Regions from separate parts of the Mus musculus genome. Here region 1 is linked to region 2. A link is a contact called in public HiChIP or PLAC-seq data. All regions are on one chromosome and are shown on one strand. The core of a region is the stretch at or near the end of the contact, and the rest is flanking DNA. Distances in the headings are between cores, read along the strand shown.

Region 1 (4,300 bases), core at 188-2,687, 550 kb before region 2:
AAAAAAAAACTGTATTCAATGATTTAAACATAAGCCTCAGAATAACCTAGTTAGTGAGAGAGACATCATTAACAGCACAGGAAGATGCTGGAGGCACAGGAAGCAATAGTGAAATCCCCACCATACAGCTATTGGGTCGACCCGACTGAACCCAGGCATCTAGATTGCAAAGGAATGAACCGTTAATCCCCAAGCCCTGTGGCCCCGGACCCAAACTGATGCTTGACATTTGTTGATCCAATATAATGTGGAAATTTCTAAGAAGTATTATCAAGCCATCCTTTAAGCTTGTAAAAAGTAGAGAATTACTCCATAGTGCAAGCCAAGTGATCTAACAATAGAGCTTTAAACACATCCTTCCTGAAGGGGATTACAGCAGCTACATTTTCTTGTACTTCCTCCTGCTGGCATTTCTACCGATTTCTCAACACCAACAGATCTGCGGACAGTGGTCTGATCTTCGTTTGAGTTTAAAAGTACCTTTCTAGGCAGTTTGAAACTTCCACCTTCAGGAAAACCAGTAATGATTCTTCATAGAATAACCTTTTAGTCTGCTTTTTATGATGTTGGTGAGGAGTAGAAACTGAAGTTCTCTCGGGGGCAGGAACCTCTTCTCTTTAACGCACCTCCTGGGGAAGAATTTTGCCCCGGCTGCTCAACTTTCTATTGGCACAGGACCCAGAACTTCTATATATGGCTATTTGCAATCACAAACCACATACCTCTACCTCGATACCTCACCTGCTGACTCAAGAAGCAGGGGAGGTGATTCATGTCTAGTGAATAGAATTCTGTTGCAATCAAAGAAAACGGTGTCTTTTAAAAGAGAAAACCGAAGTTCCCCAACTCTCAAAGTCCAATACATCTTTCTCCTACCTATACAAAGTAAAGCTAAAAGACACTTGGAGGGGAGAAAGATCTCTCATGGGAGCCTTAGGAAAAAAGTTCTCAGCACAGAACTCTGAGCAGGGGCAGGAGACCTTCCTCTAACCCTTCTTCTTTTAAATGTTTCCGAGACATTTAGGAATGAGCAGTCCCCTGGATGTGAGCTTGGGCTGCAAGACCCTAAGTTTGATAACTTACTCAGCTCGGCCCTTGTGCCCCCCAGGTCAAGTCTCTTCTATTTCCATAGAAGGGAAGAGGGCTTGGGGGAAGGGAGGGGAGGGAACAGCCCCAGGAGCAAGCTGCGCTCACGACCTGGGACTCCGCGGGAACCTGATGTTCCGTGGTTGTAGAGGGGCGGGCATGGGAAACTTACCCTTGGGGCCGCGGAGGCGAAGCCCAGGCAGAAGCTCAGCGAAGGTGAAAGATCAGCCTCGGCCGGCCGTAGCTCCCGGCTAGCCTGGGTGGCAACCCAGACCGCACCCTTCCTCAGCCCCTCCTCCTGTTTCTACTCACGGACTGCCCAGGACCGGCTTGCAAGTGGCTCTTGGATCCAGGATCCTCTCTGCTCCAGTCGTGACCTACCCACCACGCCCCCCTCGCAAGCCCTCCCCTTCCCCTGTCTCCCTCACATCCTCCTCCAGCTTCCTCCAAACCCAAACCCTTTCCTCTGTCTTCTTTCTTTTCACTTTTCTCACCCCCCGCCCATCCCCCGCCCACCCCCACTCCCACCCCCTCCTTTTAGGGCTTGGCTCATTTTCTAGACAGCATGGATTCAGAGTTGACAGTCCTCACAGGTACCTATACTAAGTATGGCTTACTTACCTAGAGGGTCCTTCGAGTCAGGCACTGGTCTAAACCCCGCATGATAACCAAACTACAAGACAGATGCGATTGTACTCATTTTACAAGGAGTCACAGAGGCAAGGGAGGTCAAATCATACAGAAAGAACGGCAGAGCTAGATTTTGAGTTTATGAGTCTGAGGAGTGTCTCTGCTTGGCCTTTTGACTCTAAAGGGAGGATTAGAGCTCAGAGAAGCACCAGTGTTTGTGTTTTGAGCCCTCAGAACCACAGGTAAGTCACGGAGGATAAACATTAAATTCCCACTAAAATGGCCAGTTTTGTGTCAGCTCCCCACAAACTAGAACCCTTAATTGAGAAAGTGACTCCCATAAAATGAGGTTTAGGCAAGCCTTTAGGACTCTGTTTCCTTAATTAGCGTTTGAGGTGGGAGGACCCAGACCATTGTGGGCGGTGCTATCCCTGGGCTGCTGGTCCTTGTATGCCTTTAAGGACTGATCAAGTCCTAGAGAGCAAAATAGACAGCATTCTTCCCTTGGCCTTTGCGCAAGCTCCTGCTTCCGGTTCCAGGGTCCCTCTAGGTTCCTGCCCTGACTTCTTTCAATGGCAGGGTGTGCTGCGGACGCATAAACTGAAACAAACTCGTTCCTTCCTCCTCAAGTTTCTTTTCGCCACGATGTTTTACCCCAGCAATAGAAACCTAAAGACATCCACTTAATATCGGGTAGTGTCTGTGAAAGAAGATAGGTGGAAAAGCCACTAATTATCAGACATTGAAGTTAGTGGACTATGTCATCTGTTTACTTTTACATTCTTCAGGTTGTTTCTAGGACACAGAAGTTTTTATTAAAGCCTGTGGAACAGAGGGGCTAGGGGAATATCTCAGAGGGTAAAAAGTTTGTAAAAAACGAGGTCCTAAGTTTGAATCCTCAGGACCCATGTAAAATTTGGTATTAATCTGTGTTTTGGAGCTGGCTGGCAAACCAGCTTAACCAATGGTAAGTTCCTGGTTCTGTGTGAGACTCTGTCAAGGGAATAAGGCAGACAGCAACACTGGAAGACATACTGCTCTGGTTTCTGCATGCTCAGACACACACAACAAACGCATGTGCATATACACCCCACTACCACTATCACCACCACCACCACCACCACCACCACCACCACCATCACCACCACAACCTCCAGCATCACCACAACCTCCAGCATCACCATCATTACCCTCATCATCACCGTCATCATCACCACCACCACCACCACAAAACATAAAGATGTACAGAAGAGGAAGCAAGTGTAGACAAACTGAGTGAGCAGGTCAAGTAAGTGGATGTGGTCAGCAGACCAGCCCTGATGTTACTCTACCTCGGTGCAGAACTTCATCAAGAATCTTAGGTTTTCTGTATTGGGGCATAGTTATAGTTTTTCTCATATGTTATTTTATGTTAGTTCCAAATATTGATGTAGCAGTACTATAAAATACTATTTATTAGTTCTTAATTCCTTTTACATTTATTTATGTCTGTATATGTGCCTATGTGTGCATATTTGTGTATGTGTGCATGCTTTTGTGTGTGGCATGTTTAATGGCATATGAACTCAGATGGGAGGTATGTGTTTGTGTGTGCATGTGTATGTGCATGCAATTGTATGTGAGCTCAGATGGTGTGTGTGTGTGTGTGTAAACTTGTATCTGTATAGGTGACACGTGAGCTCAGATGCTGTGTGTGTATGTATGTGTGTATGGAATGGTATGGAATGGTATGTATAGTGTGTGTGTGTGTGTGTGTGTGTGTGTGTGTGTGAGTTCACAAGCACAATGGCATGTGAACTCAGATGGTTAAGGTCCGTGGCAGGTGCCTTTACCCACTGATCCCTGTAGGTGGTCTGGTCAGGTTTGAAAACTTAAATCAAATGCCCAGGGTCATAGTGTTACTAACAAGCCTGACCACACAGAACAGATTGCTAGTGAGGATAAAAGAAGAAAGTGGTCCAGCCATATGGAAGATAATTTAGTTGCTTCTTACAAAACTAAATATAGTCTTATTATTCAATCCAGGAATTGTGCTTACTGGTGTTTGTCCAAGTATCACGGAAGCTCTGTGCTCGCTAACAACTACACATACGTATTTGTACCAGCTTTATTCGTAATTGCGGAAATGTGAAAGTACCAAGATGTCCTTCAGTAGGTGGATGGGCAGTAGACTGTGGTACATTGTATATTGTAATTTTATTCAGGACCCAAAGCAGGTGAGCAATCAAGCTATAAAGGTACCTGAAATGTATCTGGTTAAGTGAAGAAGCCAGCTTGTAAAGGGTGTGGTTCCTACTCTGTGACATTCTGGAAAAGACAAAACTACGGAGACCTTGAGAAGGTTGGTTAGTGGTTGTCAAGAGCTGTGGTGGGGGAGGGTATTAGCAGGTGGAACAGAGAATTTTTAGAGCAGTAAAATCATGCAGTATGACTCTAACGATGGATAACTGACATTATATACTTGTCAAAACACGGACTGTATGGTGCCAAGAAAACTTAGGCTTAAACCTTAAGAAAACTATGGATTCTGGGTAAAATAAGTTAATCTTAATGTGAAGTATGCCAGCTTGGTGGGGTATGTTGG
Region 2 (4,380 bases), core at 1,517-4,016:
CTCCTTAGAATGGGGAACAAAATACCCATGTAAGGAGTTACAGAGACAAAGTTTGGAGCTGAGATGAAAGGATGGACCATCCAGAGACTGCCCCCCGGGGGGGTGGGGGTCCATCCCATAATCAGCCACCAAACACAGACACTATTGCATATGCCAGCAAGATTTCGGTGAAAGGACCCTGAAATAACTGTCTCTTGTGAGGCTATGCCAGCGCCTGGCAAGTACAGAAGTGGATGCTCACAATCATCTATTGGATGGAACACAGGGCCCCCAATGGAGGAGCTAGAGAAAGTACCCAAGATGCTGAAGGGGTCTGCAACCCTATAGGAGGAACAACAATATGAACTAACCAGTACCCCCAGAGCTCGTGTTTCTAGCTGCATATGTAGCAGAAGATGTCCTAGTCGGCCATCATTGGTAAGAGAGGCCCCTTGGTCTTGCAAACTTTATATGCCCCAGTACAGGGGAACACCAGGGCCAAGAAGTGGGAGTGGTTGGGTAGGGGAGTTGGGGGGAGGGTATAGGGGATTTTCGGGATAGCATTTGAAATGTAAAGGAAGAAAATATCTAATAAAAACTTTGAAAAAAGGAGGGCTGGTGAGATGGCTCAGTGGGTTAGAGCACCCGACTGCTCTTCCAGAGGTCCGGAGTTCAAATCCCAGCAACCACATGGTGGCTCACAACCATCTGTAACAAGATCCGATGCCCTCTTCTGGAGTGTCTGAAGACAGCTACAGTGTACTTTCATATAATAAATAAATTAATCTTTAAAATTGAAAAAAAAACTTAAAAAAATTAACATTTGGGTATGATGAACTTGGTAGCTTTCTGACTGAGAAACAAAAGCATTAATTTAAAACATCTTTTATATGAGCTCTAGTTTTTTTTTAATATAAAATACAGTGTCATTTATTCTAGAGAGGCTAGAAAACTTTTTTTTTCTTACTTGTAGGTTTGTAGAGGTTCTGTGATTTTACTTTTATCTTTTGAGATATATGATTCCTTGCATTTTTAAGAGAAAGGCACACATGAATTTAAACCTACATCAATCATGCATAACCTACCAAACTGACAAAAATGATTAAGTTTGTTAATATCCAACAGCAGTGAGAATAAGAACTATAAATTCATTGTTGTGTAAATTATATTAGTGTACTCATTCCAAAATGAATACTATCTGGAATGATTATAACATTTTATGCACATTTTTTATACTTCAAGAAATTTACCTAAAGGTATATTTGGGAGATGTTGGCAACATTTGTTTGCAAGAATTTCATCATAGTGTCATCCATATAACAAAAACTGGATACACACAAAAGGCCACCAACAGGAACTATTTACAGTACATAATGGAATATAACAAACAGGCATTGAAAGGTCTATGGTATGGGTTGATCCCAGCACCACTAAGAATGAGGCAAATGTTATTTTCATCCTTGCCAAGAAAATTACAGGTCAGCGTTGTCTGGCACAGTAGCATATGTAAATTAATTTTAAAGAGGTATTTATGCTTTATAGCTTGATATTTCTAGAAGGAGAAAAATACATACATGTGCCTATGGTGTGGGTCAGAATTTCCTATTGTTTCCCTACAGCACACTCCCTAAGGTCATGCTCTAAGACCTTCCCCTGAAATCTAATACCTTCATTTTTAACCAATTACACTTCATGCCAAGACAGAAATAGATGATGATCACAGGATAGCAATGCACGTGATTAAAACAAAATATTCCAACAATAGCTTGTTTTATCTTCATTATATTCAATAAATAAGTTGAGTGATATTTTTGCTGATATGAGGATTTGAGTTGATTCCATATATACACAAGTAAATACATGAATATGTAAGTTTTAGGTACAAATGATAGGAAAGATTCAAAAAGAAACTGGCTGGCTACAAAACCATTCACATAGTTCAAAGAATAATGGTTGAGTTTATAACACTAGCCTGTAAGAAAATAAAGACATAGAATTCAGCTGGTTATATTTACCACTTTGAGACAGAAGAAAAATGAGTTTAAACTACTCAAACTACGCTCCACATGAAAGTTCTAAACCTGGCTCTTGGAGCGTAAAACCAGCCAGCACAGGACTAAAGAGATAGATAGGTGAGCAGCTTGGAGCAGTTCCCGTTCTTGTAGAGGATCTACCTGAATATGGTCCCCACACAGTGGGTCATAACTGCCTGTAACTCCAGTTCCAGGGCCTCTGGCATCCTCTTCTGATCCCTGCAGGTTCTTTCATGAACACAGTAACCACCCAGACGTACACTCGGGCACAAACATACACACATACAACAAGGTTTTAAAAAGATTTTTCTTTTTTTTTTTTAATAAATGTGGATGTGTGTGTGTGGATATATGTGCAGATGCCCAAGGACGCCAGAAGGAGGCAATCCAGGGAGGTGGACACAGTTGAGAGCCACCCTACATGGATGCTGGGAATCAAACTTAAACCCTCAGGAAGGGCAGCAGGCGGTCTTAACCACTGAGCCATCTCTCCAGCTCTTGGCACATACTCTTAAGTATACAATATAGTTTTGACATACATTTACACTCCTGGAACCACCACTAGTCAGGATAATTAATCACTTCTAATATTCATTATGTTGCTTTGCAATTCCTACTTCCTGTCCCTCTCCGCCTTTGTCTTGTCCAAGGTAACCACTATTTGTCTTTCTATCAATATAAATTAGCTAACATTTGCTAGAATTTTATACAAATGGAATAGTACTATATATACCCCCCCCTGCTGGCTTCTTTCACTCAGCATACATTAGCATATATGGAGTTTATTTATTACTTTTGTTTATATGGATCCTGTGATGGATATTTAAAATGTTTCCAACTAAAGATTATTATAAATATCAACATATGTTTTGATTTGCTTGAACATATGTTTTCATTTCTCCTGAATACACGGCTAAAACTGGAATAGCAGAACTGGGCAGAAAAAGGAAGTTCAGCTTCTTTACAAATTACCAAATTGCTTGTCAAGGAGGTTGCATCATTTTAAAAACTGAATTTTCTCATAGTGTGTGCATGGTCCAGTCCTCTATGTCCTCACCAATCCTTGGTAAAGGTAGGGGGAATAGTTTTAGCCATCCAGTAGATATGCAGTGATAATTCTCTATGTTTTAGTTTACATTGACCCAATGACTAAAGATGCTGGTGATCATCTTGTTTTGTTTGTCATCTGTCCTATCTCTTGTTAGTGTTCAAATTCTGCCAATACAAAAATACTGGGTAGTTTATCAAGCTTAGAAAGCTTTTTTATGTACTTAGGATTTACCAGACGTGATTTGCACATTTGTTTTTCACTCCATAATCTGTGTATTGTCTTTGCACTGTCTTTTCAGGATCTGGAACTCGCCTCTACACAGACCCACCTACCAACTCTTTCTGAGTAACTAACACTTTTGTTGTCACATCTTAAAAAGATTCATTCCATAACCCAGCTTTCCAAACCTTTCTTCTAACGTAATCAATTTTAGGATTCACATTTAAGGGTTTGCATATAACTTTTACACACATTGCGAGTTATATGAGCTTTGACATGAGGGTTGCTGCTGACTTGTTGCAGACAAATATTGAACAGTTTTGGTGACACTGTGGTTTACCCACTCAGTGTTATTAAGTGACTAGAAGTCAGTTCTTCACACACATCTATGTTCTCTGGCTCTCTATTTTTTCCATTGTTTTATTTCTTGACATCAATATCGTAATGTCAAAAGAACTTTATAAAAATATTTTTATTTCTTTATAATTTGAGACATTATCATTCTGCAGCCTGGCTGGTCTGAAATTCACAAAGATCCTCTATGTCCCCTGGGTGCTAGGATTAAAGACAAGCACCATCATAACCAACAAGTTCTGCAAATCTTCAACTTTGTTCTTATTCCAAGTTGTTCTATTTTAGGTCCTTTGCATTTCTGTGTGTGCACATGAGTAGCATGTGATATGTATGCACACGTGCATACAAGCTGTGTGCATGCATATGGAGGGCAGAAGTTGATGTTGGGTGGCTTCCTCAATCATTCTCCCTCTTATATTTTGATACAAGAGCTCTCACTGAAACTAGAGCTCACCCATTTGACAAGGCTCTGGGGATCTTCCTGTCTCTGCTTCCAAAACACTGGGAGAACAGATACATGCCCCCATGCCTGCCTATCTATCTATCTATCTATCTATCTATCTATCTATCTATCTATCTATCTATCTATCTATCTATCTATCTATCTATGTGGAGCCTGGGATTCAAACTCAGGTCCTGCACTATGCAATAAGCACTCTGCTCTCCCCACTGAGCCACCTCCCTGATAACAGTCTTTTGTATGTCTGTATGAGTTTTGTAATTAGTTAACTTCTTAAAAAGTTG

Evidence for each region. HiChIP or PLAC-seq counts read pairs in DNA pulled down with a chosen protein or histone mark.
Region 1: an H3K4me3 HiChIP or PLAC-seq map of bone marrow-derived macrophages shows a contact between it and region 2, with 4 times the contacts expected there. The contact joins the promoter of Anxa3 here to the enhancer-like site in region 2. A contact is called at or near these places in 16 of 39 promoter capture datasets (the 3T3-L1 cell line, 3T3-L1-derived adipocytes, the C10 cell line and 12 more), 1 of 484 Hi-C or Micro-C datasets (nephron progenitors), 10 of 115 datasets of contacts at active chromatin or transcription factors (the NIH/3T3 cell line, acute myeloid leukemia, bone marrow-derived macrophages and 6 more) and 3 of 9 other capture datasets (adipose tissue, embryonic stem cells and liver).

Annotation. Positions count from the first base shown.
Region 1 is chr5:96,790,522-96,794,821 of GRCm38.p6, reverse strand. It overlaps Anxa3 (annexin A3), which reads right to left and starts at 1,437. Exons shown (of 13, transcript NM_013470.2): 1 at 1,259-1,437.
Region 2 is chr5:96,243,342-96,247,721 of GRCm38.p6, reverse strand. All of the region lies in intron 7 of Mrpl1 (mitochondrial ribosomal protein L1), which reads right to left. Among named protein-coding and RNA genes, the nearest start is that of Mrpl1, 35 kb to the right of the region's middle. Within about 2 kb of position 2,766, at least 13 of the 459 cell types and tissues checked have an H3K27ac peak or open chromatin away from gene starts, as enhancers often do. A contact at or near this core is called in acute myeloid leukemia and bone marrow-derived macrophages, where this site is marked.